Linked DNA regions of Mus musculus: regions 1, 2, 4, 5 and 6 are each linked to region 3. Evidence: chromatin contacts called from public Hi-C, HiChIP or PLAC-seq and promoter capture Hi-C data. All regions are on one chromosome and are shown on one strand. Each heading gives the region's core, a stretch centred on a gene start, on an enhancer-like site or on the middle of the called end of the contact. The rest is flanking DNA. Distances are from core to core; before and after follow the strand shown. Region 1 overlaps Gm29935 (a long non-coding RNA gene). Region 2 has its middle 37 kb from the start of Gm36535. Region 3 holds the start of Mn1 (meningioma 1). Region 4 has its middle 4.2 kb from the start of Gm36481. Region 5 has its middle 13 kb from the start of Gm36481. Region 6 has its middle 16 kb from the start of Gm29935.

What was found. Promoter capture Hi-C pulls out the DNA fragments that hold promoters and counts their contacts. Hi-C and Micro-C count contacts between places; a contact is called where the count stands out from the background. HiChIP or PLAC-seq counts read pairs in DNA pulled down with a chosen protein or histone mark.
Region 1: a contact with region 3 is called in an H3K27ac HiChIP or PLAC-seq map of VIP interneurons, with 7 times the contacts expected there. The contact joins the enhancer-like site here to the promoter of Mn1 in region 3. A contact is called at or near these places in 4 of 39 promoter capture datasets (the 3T3-L1 cell line, hippocampal neurons and liver), 28 of 484 Hi-C or Micro-C datasets (the C2C12 cell line, MC3T3-E1-derived osteoblasts, the STO cell line and 15 more), 18 of 115 datasets of contacts at active chromatin or transcription factors (the NIH/3T3 cell line, VIP interneurons, a beta-TC-6 cell line and 15 more) and 1 of 9 other capture datasets (embryonic stem cells).
Region 2: a contact with region 3 is called in a promoter capture Hi-C map of hippocampal neurons, with 11 times the contacts expected there. The contact joins the enhancer-like site here to the promoter of Mn1 in region 3. A contact is called at or near these places in 4 of 39 promoter capture datasets (the 3T3-L1 cell line, embryonic stem cells, hippocampal neurons and 1 more), 1 of 15 datasets of contacts at CTCF or cohesin (the NIH/3T3 cell line), 21 of 484 Hi-C or Micro-C datasets (the C2C12 cell line, brain, brown adipocytes and 11 more) and 18 of 115 datasets of contacts at active chromatin or transcription factors (the NIH/3T3 cell line, SST interneurons, craniofacial prominence and 11 more).
Region 4: an H3K4me3 HiChIP or PLAC-seq map of forebrain shows a contact between it and region 3, with 4 times the contacts expected there. The contact joins the enhancer-like site here to the promoter of Mn1 in region 3. A contact is called at or near these places in 4 of 39 promoter capture datasets (embryonic stem cells, liver and trophoblast stem cells), 1 of 15 datasets of contacts at CTCF or cohesin (the NIH/3T3 cell line), 2 of 484 Hi-C or Micro-C datasets (cortical neurons and embryonic stem cells), 18 of 115 datasets of contacts at active chromatin or transcription factors (SST interneurons, VIP interneurons, bone marrow-derived macrophages and 13 more) and 2 of 9 other capture datasets (liver and pancreatic islet).
Region 5: a contact with region 3 is called in a Hi-C map of cerebral cortex, with 5 times the contacts expected there. The contact joins the enhancer-like site here to the promoter of Mn1 in region 3. A contact is called at or near these places in 15 of 39 promoter capture datasets (the 3T3-L1 cell line, the C10 cell line, the HPC-7 cell line and 9 more), 1 of 15 datasets of contacts at CTCF or cohesin (the NIH/3T3 cell line), 37 of 484 Hi-C or Micro-C datasets (CD4 T cells, LSK cells, the P5424 cell line and 17 more), 18 of 115 datasets of contacts at active chromatin or transcription factors (astrocytes, cardiomyocytes, craniofacial prominence and 11 more) and 3 of 9 other capture datasets (adipose tissue, embryonic stem cells and pancreatic islet).
Region 6: an H3K27ac HiChIP or PLAC-seq map of the NIH/3T3 cell line shows a contact between it and region 3, with 10 times the contacts expected there. The contact joins the enhancer-like site here to the promoter of Mn1 in region 3. A contact is called at or near these places in 7 of 39 promoter capture datasets (the 3T3-L1 cell line, embryonic stem cells, frontonasal cranial neural crest and 3 more), 20 of 484 Hi-C or Micro-C datasets (the MC3T3-E1 cell line, MC3T3-E1-derived osteoblasts, cortical glia and 9 more), 14 of 115 datasets of contacts at active chromatin or transcription factors (the NIH/3T3 cell line, bone marrow-derived macrophages, craniofacial prominence and 10 more) and 1 of 9 other capture datasets (embryonic stem cells).

Annotation. Positions count from the first base shown.
Region 1 is chr5:111,896,969-111,900,483 of GRCm38.p6, reverse strand. Gm29935 (a long non-coding RNA gene) reads right to left here. Exons shown (of 3, transcript XR_389544.3): 3 at 2,507-2,829. It overlaps Gm36794 (a long non-coding RNA gene), which reads left to right. Exons shown (of 5, transcript XR_880587.2): 4 at 3,160-3,237. Among named protein-coding and RNA genes, the nearest start is that of Gm29935, 5.5 kb to the right of the region's middle. Within about 2 kb of position 1,728, at least 7 of the 459 cell types and tissues checked have an H3K27ac peak or open chromatin away from gene starts, as enhancers often do. A contact at or near this core is called in VIP interneurons, where this site is marked.
Region 2 is chr5:111,828,344-111,831,598 of GRCm38.p6, reverse strand. No RefSeq gene overlaps it. Among named protein-coding and RNA genes, the nearest start is that of Gm36535, 37 kb to the right of the region's middle. Within about 2 kb of position 1,493, at least 4 of the 459 cell types and tissues checked have an H3K27ac peak or open chromatin away from gene starts, as enhancers often do. A contact at or near this core is called in hippocampal neurons, where this site is marked.
Region 3 is chr5:111,415,886-111,419,417 of GRCm38.p6, reverse strand. It overlaps Mn1 (meningioma 1), which reads right to left and starts at 2,118. Exons shown (of 3, transcript NM_001081235.2): 1 at 1,755-2,118; 2 at 1-1,599. The coding sequence starts at 1,252.
Region 4 is chr5:111,701,821-111,705,198 of GRCm38.p6, reverse strand. No RefSeq gene overlaps it. Among named protein-coding and RNA genes, the nearest start is that of Gm36481, 4.2 kb to the left of the region's middle. Within about 2 kb of position 1,413, at least 19 of the 459 cell types and tissues checked have an H3K27ac peak or open chromatin away from gene starts, as enhancers often do. A contact at or near this core is called in cortical neurons and forebrain, where this site is marked.
Region 5 is chr5:111,718,790-111,722,526 of GRCm38.p6, reverse strand. No RefSeq gene overlaps it. Among named protein-coding and RNA genes, the nearest start is that of Gm36481, 13 kb to the right of the region's middle. Within about 2 kb of position 1,561, at least 9 of the 459 cell types and tissues checked have an H3K27ac peak or open chromatin away from gene starts, as enhancers often do. A contact at or near this core is called in cerebral cortex and embryonic cerebral cortex, where this site is marked.
Region 6 is chr5:111,875,886-111,879,333 of GRCm38.p6, reverse strand. No RefSeq gene overlaps it. Among named protein-coding and RNA genes, the nearest start is that of Gm29935, 16 kb to the left of the region's middle. Within about 2 kb of position 2,048, at least 72 of the 459 cell types and tissues checked have an H3K27ac peak or open chromatin away from gene starts, as enhancers often do. A contact at or near this core is called in the MC3T3-E1 cell line, the NIH/3T3 cell line, embryonic fibroblasts and 3 more, where this site is marked.

The DNA of each region.
Region 1 (3,515 bases), core at 479-2,978, 480 kb before region 3:
TGTCTCAAGATACCCTGCCTCAGTTTCCTGCCTGCTCAGTGGGAATGGGTGGGATGTAGTGGCTACAGAGGCTCTCAAAGATCTGGCATTGTAGAGCACCCATGTTCACCCATGAGAGCACCCGGTGCTGAAGGAGTCTCAAGGGCATTTGTAGCTTCCAACTTATGGGCACATGGGGATTCTGTCAGCGCCAGAGAGCTCTCTGGGGGAAATATAGCTACCAACAGACATAGACTCTGGGGGAAAGGTCTCTGGAGACAGAAGCTAAAGTCCCCAGGCTCCTGAGGTCCCCAAGCTGAAGAAGGGAGAGGCAATGTGCCTTCAGTTCTCTAGAGCTTGTGCAGTAATCAGCTTGGGAAATAGTGGGTCAAAGGGAGGGATTGAGGTAGTCTCAACCCTCTGACTCCCCAGTGGCTCAGATTTTGTGGCACTCAGCTGGCTGGTGGGCTCACCTTGAACTATATACCCAGGAAGTGGGAAAAATGTCACAGCCTCTGTGTTTAGCTGCTTCCCATATGCGTAGGGGCCTGGCCTCTAGGACCCTGCAGAATGGTGAGCCTTACATTTTCTCCTGTAGCCGACAGTGAATCCTGCAGGAAGAGACACATCATGCAAATGGTAACTGTGGGGTCAGGTGTCCAGCATTGGTGATGTCAGAGGTAGGAAGCTGTGGGCTCCAGCAGCCAAGATGGCCTTCTGTGACATATGCAAATCCTGAGCTGATCTGGGAAGTCCTGACCTTGGACAGGACTTTGTTTCCTGGAGGAAGCCACCTCCATCCTTCCAGCTCTGAGGCCTCTCCTAGACTCTTCCTTCCATGGGGTGGGGAAACAGGTACATCAGAGTAGAAGGATGTATGAGGACCCACAAAGAAGGGAGGAAGCCTCCTGCACCTCCCCACAGCATCCAGGACTGTCAGAGAAGCACACACACACACACACACACACACACACACACACACACACACACACACAAATGCCAGGCAAGGCTGAGGGGCTTTGTCTTGTTCTGTGTCAAGGATTCTGACATACGTGATTGGAACCGTGAGGACTGAAGTTCTGCTCTGTCTGAGTGCTTGAACTGCATGGCCCTGCTGAGTGACCTTGGGCCAGGGAGAGTTATCCTCTCCGAGCTTCAGTTTCCTCAGGAATGATTTGGGAAACGAAGCTTCTCTTTGGCGATGCCAGGCTCTGCAGATCCACTGGTGCTCACTGCCAACTGTCTTCCTTACTGGACTCTAAAAAGAAAACGTTTAGTGACAATGGAATAGTTAATGCATGCCACATCCCTCTGTATGCTAAAGGTCGTTCTGAAGGAACATACTAGATTGCTCTATAGCCATTCACACTCTTCACAAACGTGGAGCAGGGTCTCCAAAAGGCTTTGTGTCTCGGTCAAGTTCATCGGCACCTGAGCTAGGTTTGAGACAGGGGGACACAGACTGGTGTGTGCATGCCTAGCCTGTGGCTCCCTTGATCTCCAGTGTCTGGTTGGACCCCCTTTTGTTCCTCATCTTCAGTCAGGTTTGCTTTGATGCAAGGGGTCACTGTCCCCTCCCGTTGGTGCGCAACACTCCCTCCCTAGGCAGCAATCCTGCTGAGCCTTCCACGGGGCTCAGTCCAAGGTCTGAACAGATTATTGACAAATTAAAAATATAAGCTATTGAGCAGACACTGGGATGGAGTCCCAGGGCTGTGGCCCTGCATCTCAATGAGGCCGCTGAGCGTGGGGATCGATGCTGCGGGTGGAGGGAGAGGCAGACAAATTGCCCCATACATAATGCAGAGCCTGACGCTAGTTAATAACTGCCGGGAGTTGGGGGGAAGGCCTTGTCTGAGTCAGTGATCAGCACCCAACGCTTCCCTCATTCTACGTGCTCCATCTGCCCTCCGCAGCCCACGGATGCGGGAACCACTAAGCCCACTTTACAGGCACAAGGTAACCATTAAGATCAGAGACTCTGTCAGGGCAGAGATTTAGCCTAGGTTCTCCACACTCCAGAGCCTGTTCAGATGAGCTCCGTCTCTCCTGCCTGTGTGACTTTGGTGCAGTTACCGTACTGTCTGTACCTTTACTTTTTCACGGAGTGCGTGTAGAGAGGGTCTTTGTAGGGCTGCTGTGTTTGCAGGTCCTGCACACACCCCTCCCCCATTTGCCCCTTCACTTCTGTGATGGTGGCGGCAGCGGCTGGCTCTTCACTTCTTTGTCTCTGGCTTTCAGACTGGGAGTTTCTGCTGATGGGCACCAGTGATGAACATGTGTGGGGCTGGAGAGTAAAATGAGGACCCCTTCTACCAGCTGCCTGCTTCCAGCTTAGTGTGGTCAGCCCTGACTGGGTCTGTCCATCACCTCCACAGGGCAGCTCTCTCCTGCGGTGGTGGCCTTACCAGGGCCAGAATCCAACATCAGTCCCTTTCATGGGCTTTAGCTCCAGATGGAAGTCCCCAACCTGCAACACCTCCTGCCCCTTTCCTGAGCTTGTCTGGGGTTTTTGTTTTGTTTTGTTTTTGTTTTTTCTTTTTGTTTTGTTTGTTTTGTTTTGTTCGTAACTGCATCATTCTCAAATGCTCCTTAGCCCATCAGTGCCTCACGCTCACAGAAAGGACTGTACCTGGATACCCAGCCAGCCAGCTTGTTCCCCTCCTCCAACCCCCAGCAGGAAGGGTCACCTTCCTGTTCACACATCACTCCCTGGAAGTCCTGAGCAGCGCCCCCACAGGATCCAGAATGCTGGTTCATGTGGTGCTTGGCTCTGTAGAACTGTGGCTTCTTCCCAGGCTGAGTTGGGATGGCAAGGCACTGTCCTCCACATGCACATGGTCTTTATCACTGGATAGGAACAGGAGACAATCTTAGAGATGCCTTTCAGACAATCAAATGGGCCTTCGATAGATCTCTGGGGGCCCACAAGGCATAATGAGCATCTGGAAATATCCTTGGGTGGGTGAAAAGCTAAACAAACAGGTGTGGTGTATTCAGTATGGACAGAAGAAATGTCCCCCCACCCATTTCTTCCTTGACACCAGTGGCTTCCAAGATGGGGTACATTGTGCCCCCTAAGGGCACAGTTGGGGAGCATTTGTGGGTGTGTTTGTCTCCCATGGGGAAGTTACTGTCATTTAGTGGTTTGCAACTAGATTTCCCTGTCATCCTACACAGGACCATGCCCAGGACAGAGAAAGCAAAGCTCCTACTATGTGCTGCTGAGTATGAAACCCAGGCCCTTCTGCTTGCAAGGTGAGCACTCCGAGCTCCAAGATTATTCTGCACAGTATGGTGGCAGTTGCCACACTGGCTCAAAGCTGGAAAACTTCATCTGAGCAGCACACGCCTTTTGGGGTCTCTCATTCAACAGGTGGCCTCTAATTGAGGGAAACTTTATAGACGTTTGTGGGATTTTATTGGAAGGGTTCTCTTTAATGGAAGTATTAAATGTGGACTAGGCTTGTGGCCCAGTGGTAGAGTCCTTGCTCAGCTAGCACAAAGTCCTAGGTTTCATTCCAAGGATTGAAAAA
Region 2 (3,255 bases), core at 244-2,743, 410 kb before region 3:
GTGTGAGTGTGTATGTGTCTGAGTGTGTGTTTGTGTGTGTGTGCATATGTATTGTATACGTGTGTGTAAATGTGTGTGTGAGTGTGTAAATTGTGTGTTTGTGTGTCTGTGTGTTTAAGTATGTGTGTAAGTGTGTGTGAGTGTGCATCTGTACATGTATATAAGTGTGTGAGTCTGTGTATGTGTGAGTGTATGTGTGTGTAAATGTGTGAGTCTGTGTATGTGTGTGTGTGTTTGTGTGTAAGTTTATGAATGTGTGTGTATACGTGTGTGTGTGTGTTGTAAGTGTGTGTGTGATTTTGTGTGTTTGTGTGTGTAAGTATGTGTGTGAGTGTGTGTGTGAGTGTGTGTGTGTGAGTGTGTGTGTAATGCTGGCTTACTTTTGTTCTTGGGGAAGTCACCCCCACTTTGCCTCAGTTTCTGAGTCAGCTGCCTGAGGGGAAGGTGGCAAAAAATCATATGGAATCCAGGCTTCAGCCTCCCAATGCTCAAAAACCTGAAGATAGAAACTCAGGGACTCAATCGGCAGCTGAAACCTCTGTCCCAGTGGGTGGGATGTACTTGCTGTGTGATGGTGGATGGACACTTTGCCTCTCTAAGAAACAGTGTTCTTTAGTTCTTGCCATGCAGACAGTGAGCAGTGTGTTGCAGGTTGCTGTGTGTTTAAGGTTGTTTGTTTGTATGTATGTATGTATGTATGTTGTAGGTTGAGCTTGCTGTATGTTAGAGAATATGTTTGCCCAGTTCTTGAGGCAGACCCAGGGATTTTTACCTGCTAGTCATGATTACGATGAATGAAGCTATGAGAGTAAAAAGGAACAAGGTTTCCATACCCTTCCTCCTATTCTGTCAAGCACCTAACAACATGGCAAGCAAGAGAATGCATGTACACATGAGTGAACACGGATACATGCATAGACACATGCATGAGCACGTGTGTGCTGGCAAGCATGAGTCCCACTCGCTTGAATTCTTAACCCTGTAGAAGCAGTTAAAAGAAATGGCCTCAGAAAGGTCCTGGAGTGTGTGTAAGTGTGTAAATGTGTGTGAGTGTGTAAGTGTGTGTGTAAGTGTGTGATTAGGTATGTATAGTGCTGGCTTACTTTGTGTTCTTGGGGAAGTCACCCCTACTCATCCCATCACGCAAGGAGGGAACAGGAGATCCCAGTGCTCCAGAAACTCATGCAAAGTCATCCAGGGCCCAAGCTGACTCCAGCTCCCACCTCCAACCATCTTGTGTTCTTCTACGGCCCCACACAGCTGATCTCTGACTCTAGTGACCTTGTACAGACCTCCAGCCTATGAGTGACACATTTTGTGGTCCCGGAAGGCATGCTGTGGGGAAGGGCTCTCACGGCTACCAGGGCCCTAGCCCTAGGCCATTATCATTCCTCTTGATGTAATAAATACATTTTAAGAGAAGCAGATGCCTGAACAGTTGGGTGGGAAGGACCCAGGCATGCAAAGGGAATCTGCTTTGTGAAAATCTGTCTGTCGGCCAGACACCGGGCAACAAGGCACCATCAGCCAAGTCTGGGTCCGGCTGCCAGGTGGGTGGCTTGGGCTTTGGTTGTGCCTACTGATCTTTCTGCACCCCTGTCCTCCAATGCCCCGATGTGATCCAGTTGCCAGTTCTTCTGAAAGCAGGCAGGCCTGGGATGCTGATATGACTCTGTATAAAGTTGGCCAAGGCAGCAGAGCCATGGTGCAGATTAAAACGTTGGGGATGCTGGGGGTTCTCCTGACCCAGGCTGGCCACTTCCCTGTGGGGCTATGGGTGTAGGGGAAGAGGGGAGTGGGAGAGAATGCCTGCGTCAGGCCAGAGTTCCGGTGCTCTGAGCAGGCAGATGCGGGAGGACTGCAGGACACTTTCCACGAGGCCCCTGGTGGGCATCTGGCTGTGTGAAGCCACTGACCCCACACGGCAGGGGGTGGACAAGGGTTAGCCCCCGGTACCAGGTTTTCAAGTGACTGGCATCCCACTCTGGATACGGCAGAGGAGCTGAGAACATAATAGGGGCCCCGGGGCTACACTCTTGCCCCGGAGATATGGGAAGAGAGCAGAGGGAGAGAGGTTCCCAAGCAGGCAAGAGTCCTTAGACCAGTCCGTGACTGGAGCACAGGAAGGCCTTCTAGCGGGAAGTTAGAAGAGGCTCACTAGAAGAAAGCCTATCCCATTGTCCAAGCACGGCTGGCCTTGATGAGCAGAGATGGTCTATGGTTTTAGAGCTTTATTCTAGAGAGAAAGGCAGGGGGAAAGAGAGAAGATAAAAGGAGAGAGAGAGAGACTGGCCATAGCCAAGAGGAGAGAAGGGAGAAGGGAGAAGGGAAAGAGAGAAAGAGGGTTAGAAAGTAAGAAAGGTGAAGGCTTAGAGAGAGGTAAAAGCTTAGAGAGAGAGTAAGAAAAGTTAAAGCTTAAGAGAGTAAGAGAAAGAGAGTAAAAGGAAGAGCTTAGAGAGCAAGAAGGGGCCAAGCAGCCCCTCTTATAGTGGACTATGTTATTTTACTGTTGCTAGGTAACTGTGAGGAGGAGTTTAGCCAGAAGGCTAGAAGCTTGGGACATTGCCTACATAACTGATAGCAACGAGCTTCTCCTGTGGGGGATGTGGGGGCGGTAACTTTGACAGGACCCATGGGTCCAGGAGACATGAGGGAACGCCTTCCATACCATGTAGATGGAAATTACCACCACCGGGTCTTACCAGGGTTCAAGACCTCAACTCGACTGGACACCATTGCCCAACACTTCCCCTAGTAGCTTCTTCTGTTCCACTGGCCTCACTCCCAACTTGTGACCTACCAGAAGTCACTGTGATATTTGAGTAACTGATCACGAAGGCTTTCCCTGCTGCCTTTTCCTGCCCAGTGAGAGAGACCCTCTACCACCATCCCATGCGCCAATGCAGCTGATGGAAGGACCATCAACTTACAAAAGCTACCAGGTTGCCGTTTCACTGGCTGCAAAACAGAGGCACAGTCTCCCAAAGGGAACATCTCTCCCAGTACCCATACACTCACGTCTCTCCTTCATCCCAATATTTTCTCTGGGTCTGAACTCATCAATCCCACTGAGTTTAGGGCAGGGGAGTTGTAGCTCACAGACAGGAGTAGGGTACTGAACACTCATCATTGACCTGGCTCTTTGTCCTCAGAGAACAGGAGTGGTGGCTTCCCCTATCTCAAAGAAGCTTCCTGTAGTCTGTTCCGTCCCCCAAAGGCCTAGGGAGCCTCAGCTAGTCTGTTGTGCCGTTTGAA
Region 3 (3,532 bases), core at 869-3,368:
TGCTGAAGACAGGCTCAGAATATGGGTGCATGCTCCGGTTCTCTAGCCGATGGATGGGATACTCGAACTGAGCATGTTGACTGGGCAGCATGGGGCCCCCGTCCTGCAGGCCGCCACTGGGTGTGCCAGCCTCACCCTGCTGGGGCCGCGGGAGCGCAGGAGGGCAAGAATTCTGTCGAACCAGAAGTCCCGGTGGCGGCGGCTGCTGCTGCGGGGGCGGCTGCTGCGGGGGTGGTGGGGCCTGCTGGGGAGGCTGCATTAGCGGGTGCCTGGAGCCCACTGCAGGCTCCAGACCCACAGGCATCTTTCGGGCCCCGCCAAACCTCTCGAAGAACACTCCGTGCTGCGGTTGCTGCTGTTGTGGAGGCGGCTGGGGTGGCTGGCTGTGCATTTTGGACAAACCCACCATGCCTGAGGCTCTAGGCATGGCAGAAGCACCCGGGAAAGCGCCCCCGGGAACCTGGCGACCCGCAGCATAATGTGGCAGCTGCCCTTCAGAGTCAGAGGGTGAAAACATGTCAAAATGTCCTGAGGGCGGCTCGCTCGGGTAATTGTATTCCAGGGAATCTACGGCTCCTTGGTTCGTCACCCTCCGGGGCTCCAGGCTGTGAGAATCCGAGCCGCTAGAGGCGGACAGGCCGTGAAAAGAGGCAGCCCGGTTAGGGCTCTGGTCCAGAGGCAGGCACGGGGCAGGCACGGCGTGGCCCGAGGTGCCCGAACTATGGAAGTCCGGGAGGTTTCCTGGCCGCTGCGGGCCGAAGCCCTCCGGCCCCTGGCTCTCCGCCATGTGCTCATAACTCTCTGCGAAGGGAGGCTGGCTGCCCAGGCCGCCCGCTGCACCTCCGTAGCCAAGCAGCCGGCCCCCGTGCAGACATGAGGCACCTGGATCCGGACCACCGAAGTTGCCCCCAAAGTGGGGGTGATGCTGGTGCGGGTGATGGCCTCCGGGATGGCTGTGGTGAGGCTGCTGACCGCCGAAGAAGCCATGCACAGGCTGCGCCTGCAGCCCCCCTGCGTGCAGCTCGGAGTGGCTGCGCGCATGAAAGCCGTAGGGCTCCATGTTCAAGCCCAAGATCGGGGGTTCGCCCAGAGCGCTTATTGCAGGGTCCACGGGGCCAGTAGGAGGCCCGGCGTGGAAGGCAGGAGCCTTAAAGTGGGCGTTCATGCTCAGTCCGGCTTCGTTAAAGTTCCCCTCGCCCTGACCAGCGTGCCGGCTGTTGATCTGGGGCTCGAATTGGTCCAGCCCAAACATACTTGGCGGGGGCGGGGGGGGCGGGGGGGGGGCGGGAGGGGATCAATAGGGCATGACAGCCTGCTCCGCCGCGCGCCTCCGGCCAGGTACTCGCCTCAGCCGAGGTTCCGGCGCTCCGGGACGTTCTGCACCGCGGGGCGCAGCGCTCACTGCCGCCCGGCCCAGCGCGCGGGCGCTGGCTAGGAGCTCTCTCCGCTGCTCTTCGGAACCTCGAAATCGACCCAAGCGGGCCTCTCACGTCTTGCGAGGCCGCGGCGCCTCCTGGAGCCTTGTCGGGGGGCCCATGCCCCGGGTCGATGGCACGGTCGCGGGTGGGTATGCGGAGAGGAGACCTGGAGGCCGACGAGCTGAGACAAAAAGTTAGATAGGGGGGAGGGAAGGGGACGGAAGAGCAGAATGATCACCTCTGGAGTCCGCGGCGCGGCGGCTGGGGCCGTAGCGGAGCCCCTTGGTCCTTCCCCTGCCCCGAGTCCCCGCTCCCGGGCCGCACCGGCTCCCGCACCTCCGGTCGGCCGCGGGCGATCGGCGGCGAAAGCCTCAGCGGCTCGGAAGACGGGCTGCTCCGCTCCTCATCGCCGGTGCTGGATTCACAGCAGTAGACGCGGGCGCCGGAGCGGGAACGCAGGCTGCGGGAGACGCGCGGCTCCGCGGCTCCGCGGCTCGGGCTCGATCGCCGGTCGCCGCGCGAGTTCGCGGGAGTCTCGGGCCGCGCGCGGGAGGGGAGGCGTGGGGCCGGCGGTTCCGAAGCTGTGGTTCCCGCCTCCGCACTCCACGGGTCCCCTCGGACCCGGGAATGGGCCGCGCGGGCGAGCAGGGCGCGCGGGGCGGGCGAGGCGCTGCGAGGTCCGGGATTCCGCTCCGCGTCTGCCTCTCGCCGGCGCCGGGAGAAGCAGCAACAAGTTTTGCGTTTCAGCAATCCATTCCAGCCATTACCTCTGCACCAATCAGCGCCGCCCGAGCGGGCTCGGGGGCGGGGCTCGCTCTTAAGGTGGTCCCGGGTCCCGGCTGCGCAGGCCCGGCCACCAACCCGCGCTACTCCGGGTCCGGCGCTACGGCGTTGGGGGTGCGCCCCAGGTGCCCCCGGCTGGGGAGGGCGCGAGCCTAGGACGACGGCGGGAGCCAGGCTTTGTCCGCCCCCTTCCCATTCACGCTGTTCTCAACTCCCCACCCCCAACCGGAGCCAGCGCGACCTGCGGGGTGGGCAGGGGGCGGGGAGGTGGGCGGTGAGCTGTGCGGGGCGCACAGACAATGGGGTAGCCTGGCAGAGTCCCCGGACGCGCCAGGGAAAGTCGCTAAGTGTCGCCTGTGCTGCAGCCCGGGGCAGCGCCCCAGGGAGCCGGCCCTGGCAAGTTCACGAGGTGATCGCCGAGGGGAAACACGAAGTAAGGTTGTCTCTGCGACCAGAGACTGGCTCGCTCCTTCCCTAGTCTCCCACCGTCCGCGGCTTCCGGTTCTCTGCCGCTGGCTCCACCGGGAAGAAGCCACGCACCCTCGGCCGCTTTGTGGAGCCACTTCGGGTGAGCCCGGCGCGGGAGCGACGAGGCGAGACAATGCGAAACCCTGAGGAGAGCGACGCGCAAAGGGCGCACGGGGTGGGGGCGGGGGTGGGGGCGACACCTTGCTGCGGCCACAAGCAGGCAGGCCCAGGCCCTGAAGGGCGCGAAGTTGGCCTCCTTAAAAGATCAATTAAACTGAAGAGGTCAAAGAACGGAATTGGATTGTGATACTAAAATCAATAAGAGTGATTTAATACCTACCCTATTTCATATGGAATATTTATCCCAATAATCTTACTTAAAATTGTTTAGATCTTTCTACTCCTCACGGAGTAGAGGCTGAAATCTATCTTGCAATTAAAAGTTAGAAGTTGGAGGTGATAGGAGGTGGAGGTGTTTATTCTGTGGACGCGCGCGCACCCAAGCGCCAGCATGCGTGTGCGAGTTTTCCTCTCAAAGTGTAAGTAGGGGAGGAGGGGCGGAAAGGCTTTTAATTTTCCTTGTCATGAAATAAAGCGAGACAATTTTGCTGGCAAGCCAGGATTCTTAAAAGAAGAGGGGAAAAGAAAAAAAAAAAACTTTCGTTGAAGTGCCCCCGATATCGCTATTAAATCTAAATAAAATTAAGCACGGTGTATAAAAATGCCTTCCCCCCCCCCACAAAAGAAAGTGTTTATCGCCCAAGTCTGTCTAGCGTTTGCTAAATTACGCATGAAATCTGAAATGAAATAAACGTTATAATAAAACCAACCCGGAGCCCTTTTTATTTAAAAACCTCAGATTA
Region 4 (3,378 bases), core at 164-2,663, 290 kb before region 3:
CAAATCCCTGGAAGCCATGATAAAAAGCCAAGTGTGGCCAAGAGTGTTTGGAACCCCAGTACCATGAGAGGCAGAAGCCAGAGGACCAGAGAGGCTTGCTGGCCATCTGCTCCCCACCCCCTTTTCTGTCTCTGTTTCTCTCTCTGTCTCTCTGATTCTGTTTCTCTTTCTCCATCTCTCTGTCTCTCTGTCTCTGTTTTTCTTTTTCCATCTCTCTGTCTCTCTCTGTTTCTCTATCTCTCTGTGACTCTGTTTCTCTCTGTATGTTTCTCTTTCTCTGTCTCTCTGTCTCTCTGTCTCTCTGTCTCTCTGTGTCTGTCTCTGTCTCTCTGTGTCTGTCTCTCTGTCTCTCTCTGTCTCTGTCTTTCTGTCTCTCTCTCTCTCTCTCTCTCTCTCTCTCTCTCACACACACACACACACACACACACACACACACATACACCACAAAGACATTTCAAAGAAAACTTCATTTTAACCCCAAAGAGTGAATTTCTGCTCCCCAAAGAGCAAATTGCCATGCAGCTTTCCCAGGACAGTGACGATGGCGACAGCCACTAGCTACTGTGCTTTTCATACGCTCGCCTTCTGGGCTCTGTGTCACGTGTCTTATAATTCATCATTAGCTGGCTTCTTCTTGTGATTCGCTTCTTTAGCGTCTTCTCTGAAGTCTCCAGGTTAGCTATTTTCAGAGCCCCGAAGCTGAGCAGTTGAGAGACGGTGTGGAAGCCACTGACTTCTACCTACACACATGATTATTTTACATGCCTCCCTTAGTGTGCAGTCAGCCTCTGTTCCCACAGCAACACACCCTCGGTCGGCTTCATCCAGCACTTTACAGAAGCTATTTTTATTGTATTTATTTATTTATAGGAGGTACACATGACACTGTACATGTGGGGGTCAGAAGACAACTTTGACATTTGATTATCTCTTCCCACCATGTGGGTCCTGGGGATTGAACTCAGGTCAGCAGGATTGGCTGCAGTTGCCTTTACCCCCTGAGCCATCTCTCTGGCCCTCTTCAGACCATTTTCAATGCAGAACCTGTCATCATTCTCCAGACAATGAGGTGCAGCAACTGTCTCCACAGCTGTCATGTTGAAGCAGGGGTCAAAGGTCACATGGGAGTGATTGACATGTGCAGCAGCCTCCTCAGCAAATGCCGCAACACTCCACTGTATGTAAGGGATGGGCATCCCAGATCCTGGTGCCCAGGGAGGTCTGGAGGCAAGCCCTGTGGTTGCTGAGAAGGGACTGAATATGTCATACACTACATCCCATTACACACATTGTATAGAATGTATAATGTAACACAGTGTGCTTGTCATACCACACATTTCCATGTGTGTGACATGCCACGCGGATGTCGCACACGGGAGCCCTGGCAACGGCAGGGAGAGAAAGCAGAATCCGGGTGTGCAGCCCAGCTAGGATCAGGTGTCTTACCATTAATAACTAGGCACAATTATGCAGGAATGTTTCCAAGGCTTTGAACAAACCCTGTTTACCTTCAGCCTTACAGAGCGAGGGGAGGGGCATCCAAGGGAATTTTAATCTTAGACTAGAGACTTATTTTTACCCTAAGATGGCTTGATGAGGGGTGGGTGGGGGCACGATTTAATCAGGAATGTACTTGGCATGCAAGCATGAGAAATGGAGTTCAGGTTTCCAGAACCTACCAAAAAGCCAGGTATGGTGGTACACATTTATAACCCAGTGCTGACGATGGGGAGATGGAAATGCCTGGAGTTCGCTGGTTAGCCTGACTGGTAAGCAAATGACAGACCCCATCTTAAAGGGAGCAAGAAACATCTAGAAAGAGGTCACCTGAGGTAGGTATCCTCAGTCTTATACATGTAGGGGCACATAGGTGTACCTCCTCCAACACACACACACAGACACACACACATACACAGATACACACACATACACAGATACATAGAGAGAGACAGACAGACAGATAGACATAGAGATACACACAGATACACAGAGACAAACAGACAGAGAGACACAGAGAGATACACATTCATACACAGATACATGCATATATACAGATACATGCATACATACATATATACACACAGAGATACACACAGAGAGAGACACAGATACACACATATACACAGATACACACACATACATAGATACACACAGAGATATACCCACACTCAGATACACACACACATACACAGACACAGAGAGATACACACACATATACACAGATACACACAAAGATATACAGATGCAATTACACACAGAAATACACAGATACACACAGACAGACAGACAGTCAGACAGACAGACAGACACCGAGATACACAGACACATACACAGATACACACAGAGAAACATACACACTCAGATATACACACATATACAGATACAGACACATACACAGATGCACACACACATACACAGATACACATAGAGAGAGACAGACACAGAGAGATACACAGATACACACAGAGATACATACACACTCCGACACACACATACACAGATACACACACACAGATACATACACAGTCAGACACACACATACACAGATACACACACATACACAGATACACACAGAAATACATACTCAGATACACACACAAACATACACACACACAGAGATACAGATACACACTTACACACAGAGACAGGCAGACAGACAGACAGACACACACACACACAAAATAGGTTCACTTGGAAGAGACACACAGAGCCAAGTGATGACCATTCCTGCTGTGCACAGATGCTGGGTCCCAGAACATCTGCAGGAGTGAGAGCCGGCGTCCTTTTTATTCACAGTGGGAACCCCGGAGCATATTGCTGCTGACCAGCAGGACTCTGAAAAGCTCTGCCTCACTCAGGCCCCTCCCTGGCATGGAGGGGGCCTGACCCATGTCCTCAACAGCATTTGTGGTACCCTATCCTCTTTCTCTGGGTAACAGGGCCAGGCCTCTAGACCTTTGTCACCGACCACAGAACTAGTAGCCTCTCGGCTGAGCTCGCTCATCCACTCACACTGCTGAGGCCGAAACTAAGTCCTTTCCTCACTTAAGACAGAGGAAGATGCAGAGTCCGTCAGCTTGGAGAGCCACGGAATACTCGGGGACCACAGGACTTTCATAAAAGGCAATTTCTGTAGCTCGCCGCGGGGATAAAAGCGATGGTATTTTTCCTTTCTTTTGCTTTGGAACTTGATGAAATCATGAGATTATCCGATGGGGGGTGGGGGGGAAGATGGGCTCCCCACAGGGGCCGTGCCTCAGGGGCTGCAGGGGCGGGGCCGCAGGGGCGGGGCCGCAGGGGAGGGGCCGCAGGGGCGGGGCCGCAGGGGCGGGGCCGCAGGGGCGGGGCCGCAGGGGCGGGGCCGCGGGCGCCTTACCA
Region 5 (3,737 bases), core at 312-2,811, 300 kb before region 3:
GATTTATTTTTATTATTTTAAGTGTGTGTGTGTGTGTGTGTGTGTGTGTGTGTGTGTGTGTGTGTGTGCACATGAGAACAAAGCTTTCAGAGGCTTCTCCTAAAACTGGAGCCACTGACTTGGTTCTGAGAACCAAACTCAGGCCACCTGCAAGGGCAGCAAAGGTTCATAACCACTGAGCCATCTTGTCTCTCCAGTCCCAGGGAGTCTCTCTTGACTTCATACTGTAAACTCTGTAAACATGCCTGAGGAGCCCCTGTGCTTCTCAAGGGCACCATGAAACCAGGCTGCCATGTGAATAGGCATGAAGGTTATATAGGTTCACAGAGAACACCAGGAAGGCTTCCTGGAGGACATGATTTCAATCTTCTTCAGAGGACCAATAGCAGAGAGAAGCTTAGGCTTGGAGGAGGGAACAAGGTGGTGGGTTCAACCAATGACATCCTTTTTCAGGACATCCTATAGATATGATGAACTTCTACGAACAACAGACTGGTTGCCGTGGGTTATAGGACCCCTCAGAGTCAACCTTGAAGCCAACCGTCTTTGAATCAGAAAAACAGAAGACCAGAGTGGAAAGGCTCTTGCTTCAGGTTATACAGCTGGTTCACAGCCAAGTGTTCGGACGTACACAGAAGTGTTTTCTGGAGTTGGAGAGGCAGTGGGCAACAGAGCAGAGGCCCCAGGCAAGGAAGGAAGGGAGGAAAATAGGACAGGATGGAACTTAAAGCAAGAGCCATACAGAGGAGGCTGACTGAATTCTGCAAAAGACCCCTGCCCGAGGCCATAGCCAGTAACTGACAACCAGTTTCCACTCCAGCAGCCCGGTGTACTGTCAAGAAACTGTATCTGCCCGAAGGAAGAGTCAGCTCTGAGTTGTCCGCAAGGCAGCATGGGCTGGCAGAGTCTTTGAAAGGATTAGGATTTGGGGCACCAACTACATGAGGAATGAGGAACGCTGTTCCATTCACCCCGTAATCCCTGTGACTAACCCTGTGGTGGGAATCAGGGTTGTCCTCCTACAAAGGCTGCCGGCTGCCAGCCCTCAGGGCCTCCTGTGCAAGAGCCTGAGGGAGTGGTGGTGGGCCTGTTGGAGCTATCTGTGCTCACTTGAGCTTCCTAGCACGCATCTCACCCCCTTCCTTCAGCCCCTCTGCAAACCTCCATGTTGAAGAAGGGAAAGGAAGCAGGGGGATGTGGGGAGGGGGGATGACTTCCCTCTTGCCCATGTGATATCTTAGCTGGACTGCAGACAGCTGGGAGTCACCTTGGCATGGTGTCTCCCCAACCCTGTCTTTCTCTCTCTCTCTCTCTCTCTCTCTCTCTCTCTCTCTCTCTCTCTCTCTCTCTCTCTCTCTCTCTCCATTTGGCTTCCTCAGTGGGTGGGGCCATTTGGCTTCCTCAGTGGGTGGGGACCCCACCCTCATTAACAGAAGGCCTCACGTGGCTCCCACCCACCCCCTGACACACATCCAGGGTGTCAGTTCCCACAGCTTGAGCACCCCTCCTCCTGAAGGGAGGCAAGACGTGAGGGGGCTGGGCTCAGCAGCCGGACTGACAGACTGAAGGGCTTACTGCCAAGAGAGGTGCTATCTTCCCGCTCAGCGTCCTGGATTGAGATCTCCAAACACCATCTCCCAACATTTGCCAGATTTCTTTTTTCTTTACCTCAAAGCAAGTGGGGCTCCAGCGTGCATGGGCTATGTGGCCTGCCTGGGATGCAGCCAGCTGTCACATGGAGTGAGAGTGGTCATACATGTAGGCGTTCGGAAGGAGGATAAAGGGAGGTCAAAGCCCGGGGAAGCTGAATGAAGAGATGATGGATAGACAGGTGGAGGGACAGACGAACAGACATGTGAATGGACAGGTGGGTGGATGGACAGGTGGGCAGATGGGCACACAGAGGGGCAGACAAGAGGACAGATGGACAGACATGTGAATGAATTGGTAGATAGATGAATGGATAGATGCACGGAGAAAAGGTTGGTAGTCTTTCCAACCTTTTGTGGCATTTCCACACATATCATCTCTCCCCAGTACCCTGTCTCACACTGGTTTTAATAATCACCTTTGACTCCTGGATTGTGAAGAGCCTTTGTCTCCTGTCTTCAAGCTCTTGAGCTTCACCAAGTTCAGCATGGTGGATGAGCACAGAGGGCTGGGGAGGCAGCCGCAGACACTGGCACCAGTGGGGAATATGAAAGGATGAAGAGAGAAGGTGACAGAAAAGGAGAGAGAAGGAGAAAGTAGGACCATTGGCCTCTAACAATGCAGTGCCCCACATGACGGGAACAAGCGTGCTTTAGAGGTATCATCATCACCCACACAGTCTTCAGCAAGACCTGAAGGGCTATGATGCTCTCTTCTAGCAGGGGCTGGGCTTGGGGGACAGAGGGGTTTTTTGGTTTTTTATTTGGTTTGGTTTTTTTGGTAGCCATATAGAACTTGGGACTGTTCTGAGTCTTTGGGTCTGACTTGAGAATTATCAACTTGTGCATGGAGGGCAGTGGAGTCTGCAGTATGGTCACATGTTTCAGCTGTGTGATTATCTTATACAATGTGACAGAAGGTGGGTATTAGGATAGATGGTGAAGGGAGGGGAGAGAGAGGGAGGGATGGGAAGAAAGGAGATGGGTGGATGGATGGATGGGTGGATGGATGGATGGATGGATGGGTGGGTGGATGGGAAGAAGGCGGGTGATTGGTGGGTGATTGGGTGTGGGATTGGCCTATCTGTCGATGAGTAGATAACTAGACAACTCAATTCACCTTGCCCATGTGCAGTGTTTGGTGACACAAAGGCTGACTAGTGTCAGATCTGAGGCATTGCGTATCTCTGGCCAGCCTGACAGCAGAGCATATGCTATAGGGGTCTCCACTTTCTCCCACTCAGCTCTGGCCCAGGACACATTCAAGGGTACAGGAGACCTTGAGGGCACTGGGGGCCTTACATGGAATGAGAAATACTAGGATATCTTTTACTGATGACACCAGGACTTTGACACAGAGGCAGGAGCGAGCTCAAATTACATGAAGAAATAATGCAAAACAGAATCTGTGCATGAACTCTGCCCAGGGCTCTGCCTGCCCGTTTATTACCTTTTGAACAGAAATGGAAGAAACAAAGACTTTCAGGGTGTCTCCTGTGACTTCCTAGGACTTCAGTAAATCTGTGTCTTCTGCTCACCGCCCCCCAACCCCCCAGAATCAGCCAGATTTCAGTTACCAGGCAAAGAGAAGCCACCCTGTTCTGACAACTTTGGTCAAAGAGAAAGATGAATTCTGGCTAGGTGGCAGTTGCCATGGCAACAGATTCTCAAAGCATTTTCATCCTGAAGTTGCCCCTGCCGGCCCTGGTGACCTTAGGTGTCCCTCAAAGCAGAGTGTAGTGGGAGGCTCAGTATAGGCAGACCTGTTTCTTCCTCTGAAGGGTCCAGATGTTCATCTGACATGTTCATGAAGCATCTGCTCTGGGCCACAAAGGCCAATGACGTGCCAGGTAACACTTTTCTGGGAGCTTTACCCACAGATACCACCGCAAGGGCCCCAAGTCTCGTGTCAATGTCTGGTATGTTTCAAAAGTGTTCCTAAGTGATGACCACTATCCACGTATTACAGGTGAGGAGACAGGCTCAGAGATACCAGGTAGCTTGCTTAAGGACATACAGCAAAGGTGCAACTTATCTAGAGCTGGAGGTTCCAAACACACGGCTACCTTCCACCTGTAACATGCTCTA
Region 6 (3,448 bases), core at 799-3,298, 460 kb before region 3:
CTATTAGGAGGTGTGGCCTTGGAGTAGGTGTGGCCCTGTTAGAGTAGGTGTAGCCCAGTTGAAGGAAGTGTGGCCCTGTTGGAGGAGATGTGGCCCTGTTGAGAAGGTGTGGCCCTATTGGAAGAGGTGTGGCCCTGTTGTAGTAGGTGTGGCCCTATTGGAGGTGGTTTAACCCTGTTAGAGTAGGTGTGGCCTTGTTGGAGTAGGTGTGGCCCTGTTGAAGTAGGTTTAACCTTGTTGAAGAAAGTGTGTCACTGTGGGGGTGGGCTTTGAGACCCTCCTCCTAGTCACATGAGAAACATTTTACTCCTGGCTTCCTTTGGATGAAGATGTAGAACTCTCAGCTCCTCCTACACCATGCCTGCCTGGACACTGCCATGCTCCAGCCTTGATGATGATGGACTGAACTGCTGAACCTGTAACCCAGCCTTAATTAAATGTCCTTTATCAGAGTTGCCTTGGTCACAGTGTCTGTTCACAGCAACAAAACCCTAAGAGCTCTACATCTTGTTCCAAAGTCAAACAAGAGAAGACTGGCTCCCAAGTGGCTAGGAGGAGGGTCTCACAGCCTACCCCTACAATGACGCACTTCCTCCAACAGGGCTACACCTAGTCCAACAGGGCCAGACCTCCTCCAACAAGGCCACACCCACTCCAACAAGCCACATCAACTGCAAAAGGGCCACGCCTACTCCAACAAGGTCATACTTCCTAATAATGCCACTCCCTGGGCCAAGCAAATTCAATTCACCACACTGGGATTTGCCTGTCTACTGCCATGTGACTTGGGACAACTCTCCCCCTGCCGCCTCCCCCCCCCCACACTCTGCTGTGGGCCCCATCATCTCTAGGACTTAAATTCTAAAACCCCCTAAGAAGGTTCAGGATCAAATAGATGGAAGACTGCAAAGACCAGGGATGGCCCCTTCTACCTAGCTGCTTCCTCTTTATCCCCAGATCTGGAAATCCGTGGCCCCAACTTACATCTTTTGGCTAATTTGGGCCTGACTCTGAGACCAGCTCAGCAGCTCCATAGTTGCCAGTGTTGATGTGAGCTTGCCGAGAGCCACAGCCTGTGTATCTGGATCCCTCTCTGAAATCTCCAATGATCTTCAAGGCTAAGACAGGTGCCTCTCTGAACCTGAGAAGCACCAAGTCTGCAGAGTCTGCCAGGGGCTCTCAAGGTTGCCCTTGGCTGTCCTGTGCCTATCCTAGCCTTGATTTTACCCTGGCCCCAACTGTAGAAGAGTGCTAAAGCCACCTGACCAAGAAGAAGGAGTGTGGGAAAGCAAAGGAAGGCTAGTTTGTTCCCCAAGCCCTCTCTAGGACCGTCTCTACCAACTTCACAATAATGTCCACATAGCCCTGCTCAGCATCTTAGAGCAAGCCCCAGAAGCCACTTCAGTCCCTTTAAGTGATGACACCTGAGGGCCCAGCAACCTCTGCCCTGTCTCACCTGAGAACAGCTCCCAGCCTAGGGTAAGCAACCCCAAGCATCCCTGTAGATGCCACCACCACAGCCACAGAGACACACCAACAAGACCAGTCCACAGCTAGTCTCATTTAACTCTATGTCCTTCTAGAAATTTGACACCACAGCCCCATCCCTGCAGGGGAAGGAGGGGGGGCGGCTCATCTGGGCAGCAGGGCCTCTTCCCGAGCAGAGTTTCAAACCACAATGTCTTTGGCTTCACCACATAAATGGCAAGAGGGATATTCAGGGATGCAGGAGGGAAGCTGGGAAAGGATGGCCTGGCTGCCTGCATCCTGAGACAGGTCACAGCAAAGCAAGCACACAGGAGACTGGGGCAACAGTGTGGGCAGGCTGCCTCCCCACCCACTGAGGTCGTTCCCCCTCCTTGCCCCAGCTCCTTTGCAGCAGCAGGCTGGGAGCCCTGGTGTGCCCGGCGCCCCTGTGATTGGCAGTCTGCAGATGGCGGGATGCCTTGGAATTTATTATCCAAGCATGCCTTTCTGAGGGGGCCTCGCTGCCTGACACTGCTTTATCTGAGGGCTGGGAATGGTTAGCCGATCCCATCTGTTAGCCAAAGAGTGAAACTCAGTGGGTGGGGAAGTGTATGAAGTCATTTAAAAGGAATTTCTCTGATGCTGAGGCCAGGGTGGTAGGTTATCTGCTCTTGGGCCCTCAACTGCCTGACTCTGGGACCCTGGGTCTTGCAGCAGGGTGCATGGGTCTTACAGTGGGTGTATGGGTCTTGTGGCAGGGTGCATGGGTTTTGCAGTGGGGTGCATGGGTCTTGTGGTGGGGTGTATGGGTCTTGCAGCAGGGTGCATGGGTCTTGCAGCAGATTGCATGGGTCTTGTAGCAGGGTTCATGAGTCTTGCAGCAAACTGCATGCGTCTTGCAGTGGGGTGCATGGGTTTTGCAGCAGGGTGCATGAATCTTGCAATGGGGTTCATGGGTCTTGCAGTGGGGTGCATGGGTTTTGCAGCAGGGTGCATGAATCTTGCAATGGGGTTCATGGGTCTTGCAGTGGGGTGCATGGCTCTTGCAGTGGGCTGCATTGCAGTGGGGTGCATGGGTCTTGCAGTGGGGTACATGGGTCTTGCAGCAGGTTGCACAGGCCTTGCAGAAGGTGCATGGGTCTTGTAGCTCATGGATCTTGCAGTGGGATACTTGGCTGACTGTGCCTCCTTGTTCTAAAGCAAACATTGCCAGATCCTTCCCATTCACAAGCAACTGGAAAATCACAATGTTCTTCCTGAACTAAAATTTCTGTTCTCATACCCTCAGTATCTTGGGGACAGATAGGGATACATGCATGACTCTGAGTTAGTACTGAAGTCACTAATGAATCCAGGAGCTGAAAAATAAGCAGAGCAAGCAGATTCTCTCCTAAGGCTGCGGGCCAGCTGGCTTTGCATCCTCCCTCACTCTGACATTGGGAGAGACTTCCAAGACAGGTGTGCCCAGGGGTGACTCTCCGCTGGTCACTGAGGGCTCATGGGTACCTGGGAAGGGCTTGGGGCTGAGGTTTCCAGGGCCTGGGTTTGAGGGTGACTCCTGCTGGATGGTGTAAGGACCATGTAAAGATGTAAAGAGAGAGGCTGGGACAGGAGTTGAGGAGTACACATGCCAGGCAGGGTGTCTCCTCTATGTCTCCATAGGCTCTGCTCCTGCTTCCAGGACTCTGGACCAAAAACATGAATAAATTGAGTGATTAATTGGTACTGCATTGTTTGGTGGATGTTGCCCCTGCTATACAACAGTTTTCACAGTGGTGGTGTTGCTATAGTTACTGCCTCATTTTGTATTTTTACTACAGGGAGAAATAAACCATTATATATACTCAATGGACATTAGACAATGAATGAATGAATGAATGAATGAATATGAAATGAATGAATGAATGTGAAATGAATGAATGAACATACGACCAAGTGAGTTTGAGAGTGAATGACTTAATGGTAAGTACTTGAATTAATG